Linked DNA regions of Mus musculus: regions 2, 3, 4, 5, 6 and 7 are each linked to region 1. Evidence: chromatin contacts called from public promoter capture Hi-C data. All regions are on one chromosome and are shown on one strand. The core of a region is the stretch at or near the end of the contact, and the rest is flanking DNA. Distances in the headings are between cores, read along the strand shown.

Evidence for each region. Promoter capture Hi-C pulls out the DNA fragments that hold promoters and counts their contacts. Capture Hi-C pulls out chosen DNA fragments and counts their contacts.
Region 2: a promoter capture Hi-C map of pre-B cells shows a contact between it and region 1, with 3 times the contacts expected there. The contact joins the promoter of Ncf4 here to the promoter of Rpl3 in region 1. A contact is called at or near these places in 2 of 39 promoter capture datasets (liver and pre-B cells).
Region 3: a promoter capture Hi-C map of liver shows a contact between it and region 1, with 3 times the contacts expected there. The contact joins the promoter of Csf2rb here to the promoter of Rpl3 in region 1. A contact is called at or near these places in 2 of 39 promoter capture datasets (both in liver).
Region 4: a contact with region 1 is called in a promoter capture Hi-C map of pre-B cells, with 2.9 times the contacts expected there. The contact joins the promoter of Aco2 here to the promoter of Rpl3 in region 1. A contact is called at or near these places in 4 of 39 promoter capture datasets (the C10 cell line, cranial neural crest, hippocampal neurons and 1 more) and 1 of 484 Hi-C or Micro-C datasets (pre-B cells).
Region 5: a contact with region 1 is called in a promoter capture Hi-C map of adipose tissue. The contact joins the promoter of Mpst here to the promoter of Rpl3 in region 1. A contact is called at or near these places in 1 of 39 promoter capture datasets (erythroid cells) and 1 of 9 other capture datasets (adipose tissue).
Region 6: a contact with region 1 is called in a promoter capture Hi-C map of neutrophils, with 3 times the contacts expected there. The contact joins the promoter of Pmm1 here to the promoter of Rpl3 in region 1. A contact is called at or near these places in 3 of 39 promoter capture datasets (neutrophils, pre-B cells and second pharyngeal arch cranial neural crest).
Region 7: a promoter capture Hi-C map of liver shows a contact between it and region 1. The contact joins the promoter of Csdc2 here to the promoter of Rpl3 in region 1. A contact is called at or near these places in 2 of 39 promoter capture datasets (cranial neural crest and neutrophils) and 1 of 9 other capture datasets (liver).

What each region holds. Positions count from the first base shown.
Region 1 is chr15:80,082,087-80,084,786 of GRCm38.p6, forward strand. Rpl3 (ribosomal protein L3) reads right to left here and starts at 1,320. Exons shown (of 10, transcript NM_013762.2): 1 at 1,238-1,320; 2 at 304-496. The coding sequence starts at 1,240. Snord43 (small nucleolar RNA, C/D box 43) reads right to left here and starts at 820; the gene lies at 773-820.
Region 2 is chr15:78,243,217-78,246,102 of GRCm38.p6, forward strand. It overlaps Ncf4 (neutrophil cytosolic factor 4), which reads left to right and starts at 1,595. Exons shown (of 10, transcript NM_008677.2): 1 at 1,595-1,871. The coding sequence starts at 1,840.
Region 3 is chr15:78,324,409-78,327,358 of GRCm38.p6, forward strand. It overlaps Csf2rb (colony stimulating factor 2 receptor, beta, low-affinity (granulocyte-macrophage)), which reads left to right and starts at 1,582. Exons shown (of 14, transcript NM_007780.4): 1 at 1,582-1,690.
Region 4 is chr15:81,871,106-81,874,043 of GRCm38.p6, forward strand. Aco2 (aconitase 2, mitochondrial) reads left to right here and starts at 1,358. Exons shown (of 18, transcript NM_080633.2): 1 at 1,358-1,443. The coding sequence starts at 1,408. It overlaps Phf5a (PHD finger protein 5A), which reads right to left and starts at 787. Exons shown (of 4, transcript NM_026737.3): 1 at 708-787; 2 at 61-84. The coding sequence starts at 759.
Region 5 is chr15:78,405,314-78,408,079 of GRCm38.p6, forward strand. It overlaps Mpst (mercaptopyruvate sulfurtransferase), which reads left to right and starts at 1,399. Exons shown (of 3, transcript NM_001162493.1): 1 at 1,399-1,431. It overlaps Tst (thiosulfate sulfurtransferase, mitochondrial), which reads right to left and starts at 552. Exons shown (of 2, transcript NM_009437.5): 1 at 1-552. The coding sequence starts at 520.
Region 6 is chr15:81,959,532-81,962,471 of GRCm38.p6, forward strand. It overlaps Pmm1 (phosphomannomutase 1), which reads right to left and starts at 1,399. Exons shown (of 8, transcript NM_013872.4): 1 at 1,184-1,399. The coding sequence starts at 1,270.
Region 7 is chr15:81,935,363-81,938,062 of GRCm38.p6, forward strand. It overlaps Csdc2 (cold shock domain containing C2, RNA binding), which reads left to right and starts at 1,397. Exons shown (of 4, transcript NM_145473.3): 1 at 1,397-1,625.

The sequences.
Region 1 (2,700 bases), core at 70-2,569:
TGTCCAGAATACACTTGTTAAATGTGTCTACCTTTTCAGAGTACCTAGGGTTGATAACAGGCACTGGCATGGAAACAACCAACTACCCCAACAGGACTCTGCACAGGAATCTGTGTTAAATTTCGCTAGGCCAAAACACTTCTAGGCTCCCTTAGTGTGGGCACTACCACACTAAGTCAGGCTTTGTTCTAGACTTACCACAAAGCACCCCAGGATGAAGCTATTGTGCTCCTTTGGGAATTTACTGTAACTACAGGCAAAATTACACACAGCCCAAGTTGGACAAGGAAGTACTGTACATACTAGATCCTGGCCTGTCAACTTCCCGGACGATGTGGGTCATGCCAGCCTTGTAACCCAGAAAGGCTGTGAGGTGAACGGGCTTGGAAGCGTCATCCTTAGGGAAGCTCTTCACTTTCCCACGATGCCGGCTGCTGCGCTTGCGAGGCAGGAAGCCCAAGGACCCATGCCTGGGAGCTGAGAATTTCCTGTGAGACTGAGGTAAAGGGAGAGATCACAACATTGCTCTCAGTCTTCCAATCAAGCCCAAAGGAGGGTTCCACATTTAAAGGAATTGTATCAGAGGACAGACTGCAATAAGACTTCAGCTTAATGCTTTTAGTTTCCATGCCTTTCAAACACAAAACAGCTTAGTTATACTAAAACCTCGATGGGTGAACTTTCAAGAGTATCCCATGTGACTAAATGGCAACATGGCGTATCAAGATGGAGTCTAATGCAAGTCGGCCTCAAACACTCCCTCCTAAAGCCAAATCAGAACTTGACATTCAGCACAGAGTTTCTGTCCGCCCGTCAAAAGGTTCATCATTTGTGGCTTCTGAGAACTCTAGAGATGCACCTTCCACTCTTATAACATTCCAAAATGGAGACCCGACCCGATTTGCCAAATTTCTCCACTTAACCAATGCATTCCTAAAGACCTGGGCCATCCCTACCAGACTGACCACTACCCTCGAATTAAGCACAAAACAGCCCATTCCATAAGTCCCTTAGGATTACGCTGATATCAAATGGGTCGCACACAGGCCCAGGCCGGTCCCACACACATCCTCCGTAAGGCCGTTAAGGTCCCTGAATTTCCGGACGGTCGCGGCCCTCACATCGATCCCCTATTACATCCTTTCAGGATTGGCGAGCCAGGGATGGCGCCGATGGGAGGTGAATACAAGCCAGGCCCACAGGAGACCAAGTTAGAAGGCAGCATGGCCATACGTACCATCTCGCCGCCACACGCCGCAGATAGAGAGCGACCAGGAGCCAGTGCAGGCTATATAAAGCCAAGTGATGGCTCCGCCCCCTGAGCGTGCGAACGTGTTGACGCATAGGCGTCGGGTCGAAGGGCGCGCATCGAATGTCATTTTACACACATTTTTCCCGCCCACTAGGATTGACAAATAGGGTCTACGGAGAATGATTGGGTTCAAGCTTAGCGAAACGCCTCGTCGACGCTGAGGTTTAGAATGTAAAGAACTACGGCGTTCTGCAGCAGCCAAATTTCATGATAATGAAGAAAAATGGAGGCATTGTGCTTCCTCTCACTTCTAGAACGGAATCACACAGGGCTAGTCCCACACAGCAACGAAAACAACGGCGTTGAAGCAGGCTTAGTGTGAGACAACTGACTGCGTTGTTCTCGTGAGCTCTTAAGATAGACTGAATGAAACTGCTCTTTTACCTAACCAGTGATTTTGATGTGATCACCAACATTGCTCTCAGTCTTCCAATCAAGCCATGCCTTTAATGCGCCATGATTTCGGGCACATCTCCCTCAAGTCCTGTCTCTGCCAATTCAGTCTCCAGATGTCATGTCCCGTTCATATTTTGTTCTTAATTTCAGATTTACAAATGTGTGAGGTTCCCCCCCCCCCGTGTGTACGAATGTGCGCCACGGGCGTGCGTGACATTTTCAGAAGTCAAACCGGGCTGGAGAGATGGCTCAGCAGTTAAGAACACCAACTGCACTTCCAGAGGTCCTGAGTTAAATTCCCAGTGACCACATGGTGGCTCATAGCCACCTGTACTGGGATTCGATGCCCTCTTCTGATGTGTCTGGAGACAGCGACAGTGTACTCATATACATAAAATAAAAATAAATCTTTAAAAAAAAATAAGGGCTTGAGAGATAGCTCAATGGTTAAGAGCACTGACTGTTCTTCCAGATATTCTGAGTTCAATTCCCAGCAACGATATTGTGGCCTATAACCATCTGTAATGGGATCAGGTGACCTCTATACTCATATATACACTAAATAAATAAATCTAAAAAAAAAAAAAAAAAAAGTCAAAATAGTGTCAGATCCCCCTGGACCGTTGTTAATGCTGTGAACTAGACCTGGGTCCCGTGGGATGACAAGTTTTCTTAACTTCTGAACCATCTCTCCAGATCAAGATTCTTAATGAATTTATTTTTCGAACAGCAACATAGGTTTATTAAAATTTAAAAAATAATTTCTGAAAGTGGAGGAGCGCCACTTAAGAATATCTTAAATAAGCTCTTTTTAATTTTATATTTATGAGTGCTTTCCTCATTTATGCACGTGCACCACATATGTGCAGTACCGGGGAGATTTGAAGAGAGTATGGAACCCTCTGGAACTGGAGTTACAGATGGTTGTTGTGCTGGGAACCAAACCTTGGTCCTCTGCAAGAGCCCTTAATTCCTAAGACGTCCCTCCAGTC
Region 2 (2,886 bases), core at 345-2,844, 1.8 Mb before region 1:
GTGGACTTCCTGCCAGCAGTGGGACATGTGACCTGCATCTGGTCTCTGGCCAGTCACTGGAGCCTCATCTTTAGTAACACATGTGTTTGCCGTTCCCTAGGCCTGGGTATCAGTCTCCATCCTCAGTCATGGGTACAATTCCTGCTCGTCTTAGACCTCTCAGATCACCTTTCCTTGTCTTGAGCAGGGATTTGTATGCTTAAAAGAGCTAACTCTGTGAACTGCGGTACTTCTGTGTGCTGGGAGTAGGTCAGACCGTCCATTCTACGTTCCTCTACCACCCTGATCTATCTGTGCAGTGCAAAGGCCTTGATGAACATGCAGTCACTGGTGGAGTGTCCCTCTCCCACTTTCCTGTCCCCTCCTGTGACTTTCTTCATCCTCGTTTCTGTCTCCCCAGGAGCCCATGCCCTGCCTGGCCACGGGGAGGGCAGTTCTCACTGGGCAGACTCTATCCTGGGAGCTCTAGGTTCATCCTCTCTGGGCTGGGTCAGGGCCAGAAGATCCCTTCAGGGTGACAGGATGGAGGGGGGACATTTTAAAGTAAGGATCCTAAAACATTCTATATTCTTGGAGCCAGATCCTGAGGAGTCTGAGACTGCTTCCAATCCAGCCCCATTTAAGGTGAGAAACATAGGCCGTTCCAGATTCCTCAGGGGGAAAGCCCTGTCCCCACAGCCACGTTCCAAAGTTGGGGAGATAGGAGCCTGATTCAGGCAGGCTGGGCAGGCTGCCATCTCTCCTTCTGTCTTAGCATACCATCAAGTGGAGCTGGGGGTTGGGGGACATTCTCTGGGCTGCTGGGCCCATCCTCACTGTAGGCTTTGGAGAGCTCCCTACAGAACCAAGCATTAGAAGGAGCTGACGAAGAACTTCCTCCTTCTGCTCACATAATCTGGGTGTCCGCAGCGTAGTGCTGGCCTGGAAGAAGCCTAACACACAAACACACGTTTGGAACACACTGGGGTAGGGAACCCCGCTGGTGAGAGCTTGCCGCAGGAAAAGCCCGGAGAGTGGCAGGGAGGGTCTGGTGAGGACAGGTTTGTTTCTTAGAGGGCAGCTTCTGAGCTGAGACCTACAGGAGATAGGAGAGGAGCATTGGGAATGTGGTGGCAATGAGGGAAGAGAGATTGGGAGAGCAGGCAGCCCACGGGGCCTTGGGGATTCTGAAGCCAGCAGCGGGGGCTTGGGGCTTTTCTGAGAGCTGAGTAGGGAGGTGGAGGCAGATTGTAAGGAGAGCCTCTGTGTGGATGGAAGCTCTGGGAGAGCTGAATGTGGTATCTCAGAGCCCAGAGCCCCAGATGGGGCATAAAACAATGACTTCCTAGTATAAGAGGGAGGGGGACCAGGAGAGCTTCCTGGAAAAAGCACTATCTCCACCAGACCTTAGGAATGAATGGCAGGTCTTGGATGCTTGAGAAAGGGATTCAGGAAGAAGCCTGAGGAGGAAGTCCACAAGTGTCCTTGATGGACTACCCAGGGCTAAAACTGCTCTATGGTGGGTGGAGCTCAGCACCAGAGACAGGCACTGAGGAAATCCCCAAAGCCAGTGGCCTCACGCAAGCCCAGCACCCAAGGGTGCCACTTCCTCAACTGCTGTGCAGCTGGGAAGTGGCTGAGAAGACGTGTGAGGGCCAGGCAGCTCAAAGCCTGAAGGAGGTACTTCAAGGAGGGTCCAGAGAAGCTGGGCAGGGCGGGACCTCCTCAAAGGCTGCCCCTGGGGACACCCCAAGCTTCAGGAAGCTCTCAGATGCACATAGGAGGAAGTGAGAGGTGAACTCGGCCTGGATCTGGTTGGGCAAGGCCCCCATCCATCTGCTTTTCTGACTACCCACAGCCATGGCCCTGGCCCAGCAGCTGCGATCAGAGAGGTGAGAGTGTGCCTCTATTCCCTGCCAGGCTTTCTCAATGATCCCAATAGGCCTGGGGGGTGGGTATGGGGAAGTAAGAGGCTGTCCCTCCTGTCACCTGATATCAGTGGATCAGCACAGAGTCAAATTTGAAGGTCTTGCTGAATGATACTGCAGGAGCTGCATGCTCCAGCAGATGTTTCTAGAACCTTGACTTAGTAGGTCGGCAGTGTTATGCACCAGTAAGAAGCCTAAGGCTCAGAATGGGGAGTGGCTTGGATGTGGCCAAGGACCACAGGGTGAGTGGGTGGCAGAGCCTGGGAGCAGAGGTGTCCTGGGTGCTAGGCTTGGGTTCTGGGTTCCTGGTTCCACACTGCAATCAGGAGCGGCTCTTCCATCTGCCCTTCAGACTGAAACTGGCCTCTGCGTTTTCCTATCTTTAGGTTCAGATAGCCCAGGCTCTGCCGTCTGACCCCTCACTCCACTTCCTTGTCCTGAACAGGTCTTAGATGCTTGGCACAATGTTGGGGGCCGGGTCTTTGCTCTGCCTGCTCTGAGGGTGTTTTAGTTTTTTGGATCACAGTTGTGTCTCTGGGAGGCCGAACAGCCCTGGGACACACTGAGAGCTCACTACATCTGCTAAGAGCTCAAAAATGACCCAGATCTATCTTGGACAATGCTGACATTATACAGGTAGGGACAAGGAGACCTGATGGCCCCAAGCCCGGCCACCTCATTCAGTCAGCACTTGCTCAGTGTCTCTTATGGAGACAGCCCTGTGTTCCCATCTGCATGTGGAGACCCAAATGACAGAACCGTCCCCTGGATCAAGCAGAAAGCAACGTTAGGAAGCCAAGTGTCCATGTGAACTGCTTGAGAGTCACCAGAACAGGTCTGACTGACAAGACCCAGGTGTGAGCAAAGCACTCGTGGGATCTGGAAAAGGGGATGGGATTCCTGTAGGTCAAAGGTCAGAGGAGGTTTGTCTGTAACAAGAGTTAGTGTTGGGTGGGGGTCCTTCCATAGCTATAGAGAG
Region 3 (2,950 bases), core at 332-2,831, 1.8 Mb before region 1:
AGGTTTCTGTTCATCTGGAACTAACTGCTGTCCCCCTGCCCAGGGGCCCTCTCCTACTGTCTGGTCTCCTATCTCTGTAGCTCTGTATTGGGAGATAAGAAATTACCAGTGTATCACTGAAGCTACTTTTAAAAAAAATCTGACATTTCAATGCTTGTATTTTTATGCTTATTTGAATTTATTTACTATATTAAAATATCACTCATTTCTATGAAAGGGTTTTGGTGTCCCTTTAAATTTTGCCCTGAGAGAATGGCTCACTCCCCTCCTCTTTTTTTTTTTTTCCATTTTTTATTAGGTATTTCGCTCATTTACATTTGCAATGCTATACCAAAAGTCCCCCATAGCCACCCACCCCCTCTCCCCTACCCACCCACTCCCCTTTTATGGCCCTGGCGTTCCCCTGTACTGGGGCATATAAAGTTTGCGTGTCCAATGGGCCTCTCTTTCGAGTGATGGCCGACTAGGCCATCTTTTGATGCATATGCAGCTAGAGTCAAGAGCTCCGGGGTACTGGTTAGTTCATAATGTTGTTCCACCTATAGGGTTGCAGATCCCTTTAGCTTTTTTGGTACTTTCTCTAGCTCCTTCATTGGGGGCCATGTGATCCATCCAATAGCCGACTGTGAGCATCCACTTCTATGTTTGCTAGGCCCAGGCATACTCTGACAAGAGACAGCTATATCAGGGTCCTTTCAGCATAATCTTGCTAGTGTATGCAATGGTGTCAGCATTTGGAAGCTGATTATGGGATGGATCCCCGGATATGCTAGTGTCTACATGGTCCATCCTTTTATCTCAGCTCCAAACTTTGTCTCTGTAACTCCTTCCAAGGGTGTTTTATTCCCACTTCTAAGGAGGGGCATAGTGGTCACACTTCAGTCTTCATTTTTCTTGTCACTCCCCTCCTCTTAACCCCAGCAGCCTCAAGTTATTCATTTGTTCATTCATTCATTCATTCATTCATTCACTTTATACCCAGTCATGTGTTCCTCCTCTGGGCCATGGCTGGGCACTGGGGGAGGGGAACAGACACAAAACATCACTTGCTCTGAAGACAAGATGGGAAGAAAACAGGGACTCTAGGGCAGGACAGAAAAGGGAAAGCCAAAGCTGACAGCCAGGGATCAAGACTGCTCCCACTGCCTACTGACTGTTGTCAACTTAGGTTTTCCATGTCAATGGCATACCCTCAAAACCTTTCTGGTTTGTAGGTCCTTCTAGAAAAATACCCCAAGGTGTCTCAAGACTTGAAGAGGCCACCTGTAGCTGATTTGCATAAGGCCACATGCTAAGAAGTGGTGCCCTCAAGGTCCTCCCCAGCTCTGCCTGGCTCTGGGCACATGCTTGCAGGGAGGTGGTTATTGCCCTCTGTGTCTGCTTCCTCCAGAGGAGTCAGGGAGGGGTGTGGAGGAGACCATTTCAGGCTGAGACCTGAAGGGCACATGAGAGCTGACTGGGAGATGGTGGGGAGCGAGCTACTCTGGCAGAACTAAATGTCGTGAGTATTATCAGAGGCTAATGTCCACAATTCTGAGAATCAGGCGAAGCTGCTTGCGAAAGGGCACTGGCAACTTCCTCAATCTGCTCTCTGTTTCCTCCAGATGGGGCACAGATAAATAGGAAGAGCCTGCAACTCACTGGCACTTGGAGGCTCCCGAAGGAGGCTGCCTGTCGCCCAAGCACAGAGGTAAGTGGCTGGCTTCCTGATGCAGAGCTGAGGGTGGGCGCAAAGCAGGGGCTGTGGGGGTCTCCAGGGTGGAAAAGGACAGGATAAGACAGGGCTGGGGTAGCGTATTCCTCAGACTTGATCTCTCTAGAAAGACTAGGTCTCAGACTCCAAGTCAGTGAGTGGAGGAGGGGCACCCCGGAGCATTGGAGCTGGGAACAAAGTTAGAACTCTGGAAGAGGTACGGTTAGGATACGCTCTGGGGCTGTGGGACTCCGGGAGGACACAGCTTTATCACTGGAGGTCTGGTGGCAGGGAGGACTCCCCTAAAGCTCTATATCGGGCTAAGCACTGTGTTCCTTCTAACTTTGCCATCCATATGTTACTTAATTCCCTGTCCTGAGCTTCAGGTCACACATCTGTGGGACAGGGTGAGTGGGAGACATGGCTTCCTCTGTTTCAACTAGAAATGGAGGACAGAGAGAGGAGAAAGAGAGGGGGTAGAGAAAATTTACCTACAAGGATGACGAAGTGTTGGGGACAGAACCAGAGATGTAGAACCTCCCTTGGTACTGGGTGTAATTTGACAATCTTACTTGGGAAGTGCCCAGAGATATACCAGATCATCCAGCTCTGTTTTTCTCTTTCTCTGTCTCTGTCTCTGTCTCTGTCTCTGTCTCTCTGACTATCTCTTTCTCTCTCTATGTGTGTGTCTGTTTCTGTCTCTCCAACTCTGTCTCTCTCTCTTTCTTTGTCTCTCTCTGTCACAAACACACACACACGCACACGCACACGCACACGCGCACACGCACACACACACACACACACACACACCATACTGTGCTCTGAAATCACCACAGATGATTTGGGTCCAGATGTGTCGCTTCTGTACCTAGTGTGCCGGAAGGTAGGTGTCTCATCACATAGCTAGGGACCAGTCGCTCTCAGACAGGGACACAGACAGCCCCTCTGCTGACAGAGACCACTGTCATGTCTCACAGATCATAAACTAACCTGTCCATATATCCCACATGCTGTATTCCAGAGGTCATGCATATGTGCGACAGAAATCTCTGTGATCTGTTAAGCAAAGAATTTGCCTGAGGTTCAGGCCCCTGCCTCTGCTCACGCCCAGCACATAGGGCCTTTGAACCTGATCTGGCAATGGAAGGAAAAGGCACCTCCACTCACTTCTTTGTAGTGCAGCGTCTCCCCTTTCTCTACCTCTTTTTCAAAAGCCCTTATTTTTTTTAATTTATTTATTTTATTATATGTAAGTAC
Region 4 (2,938 bases), core at 108-2,607, 1.8 Mb after region 1:
GAATTGACGACTCTTCAAAGAGTAAAGGTGTCAAGGCCTGAGAGGGCGTGTTCGGCTTACATTTTTCACACAGTCTTCCGATAGCTGCAAGGTCAAAGATAGTAAAACATCGTTAAAATTAAGGTTGTGAGGTAGCAAGCAAAGTTTTTCGTCAAACTGAGTATAGAGGATGGCGAAGGTAGCAATGATTACAGTCAACCGTACAGGATCGTGGTCACATTCTCCTTTCCTCCCTCTCCACTGTCCCCCACCCCCTACTTTTTTGTGATAGAATCCCACTGTGTAGCTTGAGTTAGCTTTTAAGCTCTAGCCAGGCTCGAACTCGCAGCAATCTTCCAGCCTTCTGCCTCCCAGGTGCTGGGATTACAGACAAGAGTTCCCGGCCCACGACCCTAAATTTTGCTTTACACCAAAGGCCATGTCAAAAATAAAAAAAATGTCTGGAACCCCCCAAAATTCAAAGTATTCTAGACCGGCTTCTCCAGACCTGGCACAGAGGATCCCGCCAGCCTTAGACTCCCGGATGCGCGCTGCTGCCCTCTTCTAAGATGCCACAAGCCGGTGAGCGCTGCTAGAATACCCAGGCACCGTAAGGCGCGAAACGTGGACACGGCAAACCAGAGCCCTAAAGAGGAGGCTGAAGTCCCTAGTCCCCCACTTTCTAATCCCATCCCACTCAACCAAAAGGGAGCACGTCCCCAACTCACCCACACCAGCCTGCTTGCGGCAGAAAATCAAATCTGGATGATGTTTAGCCATAACTCTTTTTCCAAGCCGGCGGCCGGAAGCTTAGGGAACTTCCGCCCGACCTTTAACCTACGGCGTGCTTACTTCCGTTCCTCCGTGATTGGCCATTAAGCTGTCCGTCAGCCTTTAGCCTCGGGGGGTGGGGGGGGGCACCAAAACCGGCTAGATCTCGCGAGAGTTTCCTCGCTAGGTCCTTGCAGGTGCACCAAAGGTTTTTGAATAAAATTCTCTTTACTTCCAGATTTGAACTCATAAACTGAAGTTTGTTCTTGGGTAAAAATTCTACATATGTTGCATTCTGTGTTGGGGATTGACGCCAGGGCTTCTTGCATGCTTCCGCCAAGTATGTTGATTTGGGGATATTCTCTTTCCTGGATGACCTTGAACTCCTGCCTCCCCTCCAGCTTCCACACCCAAGGGCAAAGGTGACAAGGTTGCGCCGAACGCCGAGTTGGCAGTTTCCCCGCATCTTTGCTTTCCACGCCGGGTTTCCGTCATGTAAGCCCCGCCCACTGTGCTATCTGCACTCTTGGCTGCGGGAGGAGGCCCCACCCTCGCGGTTGACTCGTCTCTCTGTAAGCCCCGCCCCCTTCGATGCTTTTTTAAGGGCGCCATTTGTCACGTCACTTTCATGCGACCTCATCTTTGTCAGTGCACAAAATGGCGCCTTACAGCCTCCTGGTCACCCGGCTGCAGGTAAGCGAGCCCAGAGACGTGGGTTTACGGGGGCGGGGAGCCTCCTGCCTTGCCCGCGGCTGTAGGCGAGGCCAGGCGAGGCGGGCTCGATTCGCGGCTGACGTTCCGTGCACCTGTCGCGGTTGCAGGCCCAGCGCCCTTGTGGGTTCCTGCGTTGTCCTAGGTCAAGGCGTCCCTGGCACAGGCTGTTCGCAGTTCCCATCCCCGCCCGCCGGCAAGCTTGGGTTTAAGCAGCGGCAGCCTGGTCCAGGGTGGAGGCACTCCTTTTTTTCTGAGGGTGGAATCCATGCTCCCCCAGGGTGGTTTTCTGTTCCTCAAGGTGATGACAAGGTGATTGGGGGGCGCGGTGGTTGTGGGTTCCTCTAAAGCCGGGTGCTTGAAGCCTTCACTTCCCACCAGTAGCAGAGACTCGTCGCCTCATTTATCCGTGGTTGCCGGGCATGGAGTTTGCAGAAGCTATATCCACTACTACCCTTTGAGGAGACTCGGGGTCATAGACACAAGAAGGACTATTCTGGGCCCCACCATAATAAATAGTCACGATAAGAGTGCTTTCTCACCTTTGCAGCAGATGTCAAGGCTGTTTACTAATGTTACAGATGTTTTATCTGACGACATAGATGTGAGATAATTTTTCCCCCAACTTGGTAGGTGGAAAAACTGGAAGATATAGACAAAGTAGTGGCTTTCATGGTGTCACTAAAGGATCATAGCCTGAGCAGTGACCCTGCAGACCCTCTCTTCTTGTTGTTCATGGCAGCTAATATCACAGAACTTTCTGAATCAGGGTGTGATCGTTTGTATTTGTCAGAATACAGAATCAAATATTTTGAAGTCACCGATAGTTGCTTTCCAGATACTAGGTGGAAAGATGAGAAGAGTGAACAGTTTGACCTTGACTGTTATGAGACGTCTAGAAAATTGACTATGCCTGTCAGATGGTTTCCCACTACTAACCTTACAGCCCTAGAAACGTATAATGTTTACTGTAAAGAATGTATTTTGTTCATAAAAAGAAATCCATAAAATAACTGTAGACATTTTCTGGCAACCTTTCATGATTACTTTTGTGAATTTGTTTTGGATCAACTTGGAACATAGAATTAATAATTTTTAAAAATTATGTGCCTTACTCCCAGGAGGCATTATCATTTGAAGTTTTCTTTATCAAATTACTTAAAATCAAACTGCAAAATCAAACTCATTTATCTGAACAAATCATTTAACTTTTGGCCAATGAAAGGGATTTGCAGCTAAATTATCTCTGGTTCTTTTGATTCTTTAGACAGTACGATGAGTTCTGTCCTGACCCCACTGTCCTATGATTTAGTGGAGTCAGGCAAAGACTATTTAATAGGATACATGACCTTTGAGTTTGTAAGAAAAGAATTATGTCACATTTGGACCTTAGAAAGTGAGTGTTAGAATGGTGTAGAAAGAGATCTGGGCTATAGTTCGTGTCCTTCCATGATCCATGACCTTGTACCCATAACTT
Region 5 (2,766 bases), core at 149-2,648, 1.7 Mb before region 1:
ACTGGAGATTCTCTAGGACCTGCTCATAGGTCTTGAGCAGGGAGAGATTCAGTGTGGCTTTGAAAACGGCTGGCTCTGGCCTCGAGGGCTCAGATGTCACCGGGTGGCCCTCCTTCAGCCAGTTCCGGAAGCCACCATTGAGCACTGACACTGTGCGGTGGCCAAACACACGAAACATCCACCAGACTCTGGGTGCATAGAAGCTGCCCAGGTCATCTCCATCGTATACCACCACATGTGTGTCGTTGCTTATGCCCAGGTTGCCCACATAGTCCCCAAAGTGGGCCTCACTGGGCAGCATCATCTCATAAGGCGAAGTCGTGTCCCGGCATTCCTCTATATCAAAGAAGGACGCGCCAGGCACGTGTCGCTCCTGGTACTCTTTGCGTGCCTGGCGGGTCCCGGGTGAGTACCAAGACGCGTCCAGCACCCGAAGGCTGGGCCCCAGGCGGCCAGACCGAATGGATTCCGCCAGCCACTTGGTGGATACCAGCGCCCGGTAGAGCACCTGATGTACCATAGTGTCAGTTCTGCGAGTCACCTGGCGCGGTTGGGAACCAGGAAAGAGACAGGCCTGAGAGGGCTGAGTGCGGTGGGCGGAGCCCAGGGGGCGGGGCTGTTGCTCCCACTACATTTTCCCAGCGTGCAATCGTAACTACACTCAGAGCCAGACTCACAGTGGGAGAGGTTGGCACATTCCCTAGGGAAAGCCTGCTCCACCCCTCCCACTTCCCCGGCGCCCTCCCTTTCTGGTGCCTAGGAGGGCAGGTGGGCGTGGCTAAGAGCTTCGGTGCATTACTATAGCAGCAAATTGGTGGGAGGGGCTGGCTCAGGACTCTGTCTTCAAGAATGGGAAAAACAAACACAAGTCAGAGATGGCCTTCCAGTCGCCTCTCCGGGCGCACTGATTACCCTTCTGCTTTCGTTTCTTGCAGCCAGAGTTCTCTGGCTTCTAGAATGTCCAATTCCGGTGAAAGGGCTCCAGGCACTCTGCCCTGCTTTCGCCAGGACCCAGCTAGCGGCTCCATCCTGGGCGGCTCGCTGCACTCAGTCGCAAAAGTAGCTGGGCTGGCACTCGCCCTTGCGCTCCGAAGAAGCTGGAGGGTTCAAACCAGGAGCCGGGAGGGTTCTCAAGTGGCCCGCACCATTGTACCGCCTCCCATGGGGGTGAGGAGAGAAACCTCTCTCGTAGACAGTCGGGATTCCGAACAGCTTCTGCGTCTTCGCACGGGAGTCTTGTTTGCCCCTCCTCGTATAATACTTCTCATACATAAAGGGGGCTATTTGAAGCTCGAGGTGACACTGGGGCAGCGCGCAACCCGGCTTCATGGCGCCTGCGTCCCCCGCAGTACGGGAAATGGAAGGTGCAACGTCTCGGAGTGGCCCAAACAGTGGGCTGTGCCCAAGTCTCCTCCCTTTGGCTGGCCGCAGGTTGGTGGCGGAAGGAGGGAACCTCTGAGGGCGTGGGGAGGGGGTGACATGGCGGAGCTGGGAAACGGGGAGCGCAAATCCCTGGTATCTGCTACCCAACGCGTCCTACTTGCTTTTCTGTGAGAGAGGGTGCTTCTCCGGGGGTGCATAGCGTGGTATCACGCGGGAGTGGAGGAGGGGATGCAGTCTATGAGAGAAGAGTTTCCAGGGCGCCTCTAATTTGCCTTAGGAAGACTGTCCGTGGCTGCTTGTGGCCGTCTGTGGGTTGGTGTGGGATAAGAGACAGGTGGGTAGCAGTGAGTGGATGGGGTTTGGAAAGACCTGATGCCTCCTGAGAAAGTTGGGGGGGGGGAGCAAGAGAATAAACAAAGCAATTCAGAGGAGCTGTGGTGAGGAGATCTAGCATGCCCCAAGAGGAGAAAGTAACAGAACGGAATAAAAATAAAACTAGCATTTATGAAGCCCGCCTTGCCGAGTGCCTTCACGACCCTGCCGGATTGAGCTGAACTCCCAACAGGAGAAACAGGTAGAGCCAGGAGGTGCCAAGGCACGTAGTGGAAAAGGGACTAATTTCTCACCTGAAGCCCAAAGTGGTGGGAGCTGCCTCGGTTTACCTGTCCATCCTTGAAGCCTTATGCTTAGTAGTAGTAGTAGTCGTCGTTGTCGTCTTGGGCTTCAGTTTTTACCACTTCATTGTAAATTTATATAAATCCCAATAAGCAAGATATCTGGAAATAGAGCATGGCTCCTGCAAACCAGCTGTACACCCCCTCTCTAGTCTATTCTGTTCCCCTGGAATGCTTTTCTCTTGAACTCCCCTCCCTGTTTTTTTGAGCATCTATCCTACCCTGAAATACTGTCACAGTGTGTTGCAAAAATTCACTGTCTAGCATTTTCCCAGCATACTCTGCACCTGGAGCTTGACAGTAGGGAAGAGAAGGTACCAGGAGGGTCTAGTTAGGGAGATGCTCTTCAGTGCCCGAACCCCCACCCCCCATGGGTGGGATATATAGGCTCACACTAACTTAGGATGGCCTGGGCCTGTCCTATATGTCCTGATGGACTTCCAGAGAGCTACTCTCCCCTGGGATCCTGGCCCTTCAAGCACAAAGAAACCTAGTCTCTTTCTGGTCTCTTCCCCTCATGAGCACTCATAGCCTAGCCTCTCTGACTCTCTTTCTGCTGCCTGGGGTCTTTTGTCATAACTGTCAATCAAGCAGGGAGGGTAGTGACCTCAGACCTTTGAAGTCCCACCCCCTGGAAGTCTAAGGCCAGCTGTAGACTCAAGGGCCATTAGGAGAGTAAAGGAAGGAATAGCAGGTTTGCATTCAACTT
Region 6 (2,940 bases), core at 149-2,648, 1.9 Mb after region 1:
CCTGGTCTACAGAGTGAGTTCCAGGGCAGCCAGGGCTATACAGAGAAACCCTGTCTCAAAAAAACCAAAACAAGAAAAAAGAAGAAGAAAAAAAAAAGCATTAAGCTTTTCTAGTAAGCATTAAGTCTGTCTAGTAGTAGACAAATTGACAGGCGGTTCTTGTTCAGGCCTTGCCAAGTCAGTGCAGCACAAGGATCAGGCATGCCTAGGCTAGACCACCTCCTTTCCAATCCTGCATCTTCCTGATCCACCTCTGCTGGATGGAAAGAAAGATGCCCGATTCCTTCTGGAGAGTGGAAGGCCTACCAGGAAGCTAAGACTTAGGTTCACACGGGCTTCTGCCCAGTAGCTCGGCCCCCCACCCCCATTTCTGCTCTGATCATCCCGGTGATCCCAAAGGTAGAAGGATGGGTGAGAACGACCCAGGATGACTCGAAGGGAGAAAAACTAGGTATGGCTAAAGACTGGAGGGTGAACTATAAAGTGCAGACAGGAGAATGCACTCCCATTTTTTACAGTGCTTCTATTGTAAACAGACTAGCCCTGGGGCCTTTCACCTTCACATGGGTGGAACCAAAAGGATACCAATAACAAAAACCAAAACTCATCAGAAAAGCAGCTCTCTTTCCCTCCAACTCCAGGTGGAAGGTAAACAAACATCCTAAGAGGCTTAAGGAGCTAAACCCAGTTTTAGGCCTATGGACGCCAGAGTGCAAAGACTCAGAGATCTTCCTTGCCCTCAGTAGAGGGCGACCGTGGGCTTAGAAGCGCACGGAGCTCTGCCTGGAACGCCGCGTTCTCACGCTAGCTTGAGGACGGACTAGTTGTGCATCCTAGGGCTAAAATGGGGTAAGACCACCCCAGAGCCCAGCCTGGGCCTGTGCAAGCCTGGAACTGGGGATACCCGCCCTATCGCCCATAGACGCTCCTCCCGGAGGCTGGATACAGCATCTGCGCTCCCGGCAGGAACGTGGATGCCAACCCGCGCGGGGAGCGCTGAGGCCTGGAAGGCCGAGAGGGCCTGGGTCCCATCTCCTCGGTGACAGGAGCCGGTACCACTGCACTCCACGTTTCCGACAGGGTCGCGCAGGTGTCTGCGTTGACATGGCAGTGACGGCTTCACGCTGGGTCACGGATGCCGGCGTGACTCTGGGCGGGAGCTTTGGAACCTCGAGGCCCTTACCTGGCGAGCTGGCGTGAGGGTCCCGTCCACGTCAAACAGGCAGAGGATGCGCTCTTTCCTGCGGGCGCCCTCGACGGCGACTGCCATGGCTGTAGCTCCGCGCGCCAAGCGCTGTCGCTGCAGCCACCGCCAGGGTCGCGTGCGACAGAGGCCGGGCGGGGCCGGGGCGGGGCCAGCTGCGCAGCACGGGGAGGAGCAGTGGCCATCGGCCCTCCCGCGAGGGGGCGGGGCCTGCGGCGCCGAAAGAAGAGTACAGGCACCTAGGATTGAGGGGCGTGGCAGTAGGCGGGGTCAGAGTCCTCGTACCCGACGGAGATAGGAACCGGCGGGAAAAGGGGTTGAACCGGAAGACAGTGTCGGGCCAGCGGGTTGAGGTTGATCTCAGGGCGCTCCCTACGGTGGGGGGGGGGGGGGGTTGGGGGGCAAGGGCGGGACTCAGAGCCTTCTGCTTGTGATTCCCAAGGTTAGTAGGACGAAGGTATTGCCTTGTCATCTTGAGCTTGAAGTCTCAGGGAGAACCCGGCGTGCTGGCTCACCTGTGATCCAGCCCTTCTGAGGCAGAGGCCCTTATCTACAAAACAAGTTCCGGGCCAGCCAGGGCTACATACTCTGTTTTGTTTTGTTTTTTCAAAACAAGAGTTTCCCTTTGTAGCCTTGACAGCCTTGGATAAGACCCTATTTTTTAAAACAAAACAAACAACAAAAAAAGGGAGGGGGAGAGAGAGAAGGAAGAAAAGAGAAAAATATCCCATGATGGCTTTTACCTACTGTGAGAAATGTTTGTTGCTTTTTTTTTTTTTCCAATCAAAAGTAACCTACTAAGGGCCAATATGCCATAAATCTCTAACTTGTAAGCTTTTATGCGAGTCTTTTTTGTTGTGTTATTTTGTCGTGTGTGCCTGGGGTGATGTGCACTAAGTACATGCAGGAGCCCACCTAAGTCAGGATGGAAGTGAGTGTCAGATCCTCTGGACCTGGAATTACCCACAGTTGTGAGCTTCCTTGTAGGTGCTGGGTGTCAAATCCCTGATCCTCTGCAGGAGGCCAGAAGAAAGCTTCAGATTCCTAGTTCTGGAGGTACAAGCAGTTGTAAGCTGCCCAGTATGGGTGCTGAGAATTGAACTCAGGTCCTCAGTAAGAGTAATAAGTGGAGCACGCCTTTAATATCAGCACTCAGGAGGCAGAGGCAGGCGGATTTCTGATTTCGAGGCCAGCCTGGTCTACAAAGTGAGTTCCAGGACAGCCAGGACTACACAGAGAAACCCTGTCTCTAAAAAACCAAAACCAAAAAAAAAAAAAAAAAGACATCATGCCAGGAACAGATCTAGGGCAAGGTTTATTGGGGAAATGGAGTGGGAACATGAGAGGGAGAGAGAAATAAAGACAGACAGACAGACAGAATAAGCAAGTGAGAGAGAATCATGGTGTTCAGAGATGTTCAGAAGTACCTTTTTTAAAAAAGGTTTATTTACTTATATGAGTACACTGTAGCTGTCTTCAGACATACCAGAAATGGTCATCAGATGGTTGTGAGCCACCATGTGGTTGCTGGGATTTGAACTCAGGACCTTCGGAAGAGCAGCAGTGCTCTTAACCGCTGAGCCATCTCTCCAGCCCCTTTCTATATCTTTTTGTCATTTTTAAAAAGATTTATTTATTGATTATATGTAAGTACACTGTAGCTGCCCCCTTTCTGTCATTCTTTCTTTTTTTTTTTTTTTTTTTTTTTTGAGACAGAGACAGAGTTTCTCTGTATA
Region 7 (2,700 bases), core at 147-2,646, 1.9 Mb after region 1:
TGGGCCCTCTGGAAGAGCAGCCAGTGCTCTTAATCATTGAGTCATCTCTCCAGCTCCTGTCATGTCTGTTTTCCTGTTTGTTTGTTTGTTTGTTTGTTGAGACACTGCCTCTCTAGGTAGCCAGGTAGACTCAAACTTGAAATCTATTTGTTTCATCCTCTTGAGGGCTGGGACCTATAGGTCTGTGCCAGCACAAAGGGCACCTCCTCATGACTCAGTAGTACTAAAGTGACACCTGGGGAAGATGTCTCTCTAAGATGAGGTTGAGGAGGGACAGGGGGGTGGCAGAGAAGCCCTTTGAAGAGGTTTCCTGGAGCCTGGCCCTGAGCTCATAGACGGTTGAGCCTTACCTGTCCTCTTGGGGAGCACTGTCCTCTTGGGGAGCACTGTCCTCTTGGGGAGCACTGTCCTCTTGGGGAGCACTGGGGTCCTAGGGATTTGCCTGAGGTCTTTTTTGTTTTGTTTTGTTTTTGTTTTTCCGAGACAGGGTTTCTCTGTGTAGCCCTGGCTGTCCTGGAACTCACTCTGTAGACCAGGCTGGCCTCGAACTCAGAAATCTGCCTGCCTCTGCCTCCTAGTGCTGGGATTAAAGGCATGTGTCACCACTGCCCGGCTTTTTGGGGGGCGGGAGTGTGCTGAGGTCTTACTGTCTGAAGAGACCTAAACTGCTTGGACTGAATCTGCTGAGTCAGTCCTTACTTCTAAAAGCCTCCTAAACCACAAGTACACACAGACACACAGACACACAGACACCACTGCCCCCTGTATATGTGTGTGCGAGTGTGTGTGTGTGTGTGTGTGTGTGTGTGTGTGTGTGTGTAAGAAAGAAACATACACAGAAAGACACTCATTATTCTTTTATAGTTCTCTTCCCCTGGATTCCACAGCCCCTCCCAAAGACCTAATGTGTGCCAAAGAGATTTGAGCACATTCTTCAAATGGAGATCTCAGATGATCTGAGGGGACAGAGCTCAGCACAGCTGCAGACTGCAGAGGGAATGGAATGTCTGGGAGTCCCTAGGAACCTGGCTTGTTCCCAGAGGGTCTCCTCTGTTCTCTGGCCTCCTTTCTCCAGAATACATCCTCCCACCCTGCAGGCCCTCCCGTTGACCATAAACACTCCCTGGCACCCCGCTCACCAAGAATGCACACTGTCTCTAGCTCTTCCTGCCTCTTACTCCCCAGCAGCTACCCTGACCTGGTAGAGCAAATTATACCTTGGCCCAGCAATAAAAGCCACTTTCCAAAACAAGAAGCAGTAACGCTCAAAGTGACGCAGCTTAGCCACTCACCCAGCACTTGGCCTGGCTCACAAGGTGGTGTCTGGGCCAGAGAAGAGATGGCTTAGTGTCCCTTTAAGCTAGGAGTACAAATTCCCATCCCAGTCCCTCCCTCCAGCACATCCTGACGTCAGCAGGAGGGCGTGTGTGAGTGAGTGAGTGAGTGAGTGAGGGGCCCGAGGTGCCTCCTGCACACCACACACACACACACACACACACACACACACACACGCCACGGAGAGTGCATTATCCAGACGTGACCCCTGCGAGCCAGCTCCACAGTCCAGAGAGATCGGGTGCTGCCCACTACAGGAGACAGTGCCTGGACCCAGCTGCCACGGCGAGGTAAGGGACCTGAAGGAAGCCGGTGATGGAAACTGTGGCAGAGGCAGGGGCCGAGGGCTGATGGTACCAAGAAAGGATGTGTGGATTGAGGTTGGAAAGGTCGCAGCGCTACATCAGCCAGCCCAGCTCTGCTTAGAGGATGCGGGGGGAGATGTAGAGCCCACCGCCCTTCCCTTCTCTCTCCTTGACCCTCCAGAAGAGCTGAGGCGGAGTGGCTCCCGCGCATCTGAATGTGTGTGAATGTCTGTGTCTGGGACTCGCGTCTGGGTTGAGATGCAGGTAACAGCAGCTACCTGCCAAGCCGCAGCCTCCGGTCTGGGAACTAGGTGAGGGAAAGCCGGGACTCCTTCCAGACCCTAAAAGGCCAGTCCGGAGCACCGCTGGATTTTGTCCCTGGAATCTGTTTTGAGGCCAGAGCAGAGGGGAGGAACCGCCTGGGGCAGGCAGAGGGACCCAGAGCAGCTGTCTTCCCTCACTCTATTTTTCCCTAGTGTGGCAGAGATAATTGTGTCAACTGGCTGGAGGGATGGCTCTGTGTTATTTTTGCCTTTATGCCACCCCACTGGGTCTTTGCTCTCCCCCGCATGCTGGGCTAGCTCTGACCTCCTCCTCTGCTTAGGTGCAACCCACTGTAGGACAGGGGGTGATAGACCAGCTGCTGGACACCCCTTGCTTGCTGTAGGATGCAAGGACTCAGGTTGGCCTTGGCTGGCATCAAGCCCCTAAGTGGTCTGACCCTGGCACAAGGAGACTGAATGGAGATAAGGGACCATGCTGGCACCCACAAGGAGACAGCAGGTTCCTGCCAGGCTGCCAGGCTGCCAGGCTGCAGGCGCTTCCCAGGGAGGAGGGAGAGCGGGACTGAGAACAATAATAAATCCAGAGTGTGAACTGCTGCATCCGCTGGGGCTGGGGGAGGGGAGAAGGAAGTGTGCCTGGTAGGAGGTGGGCACCCTCTTCTCCGACAGCCTGGCACTGGCTCGCTTAGATGCCATCCAGTCAGGGCCTTTCCCTGGGAAGGATGGGAGTGAGGAGGTGGGGATGGAGGGTGGGAGTGGGGGTTGGGGGGAGCTCT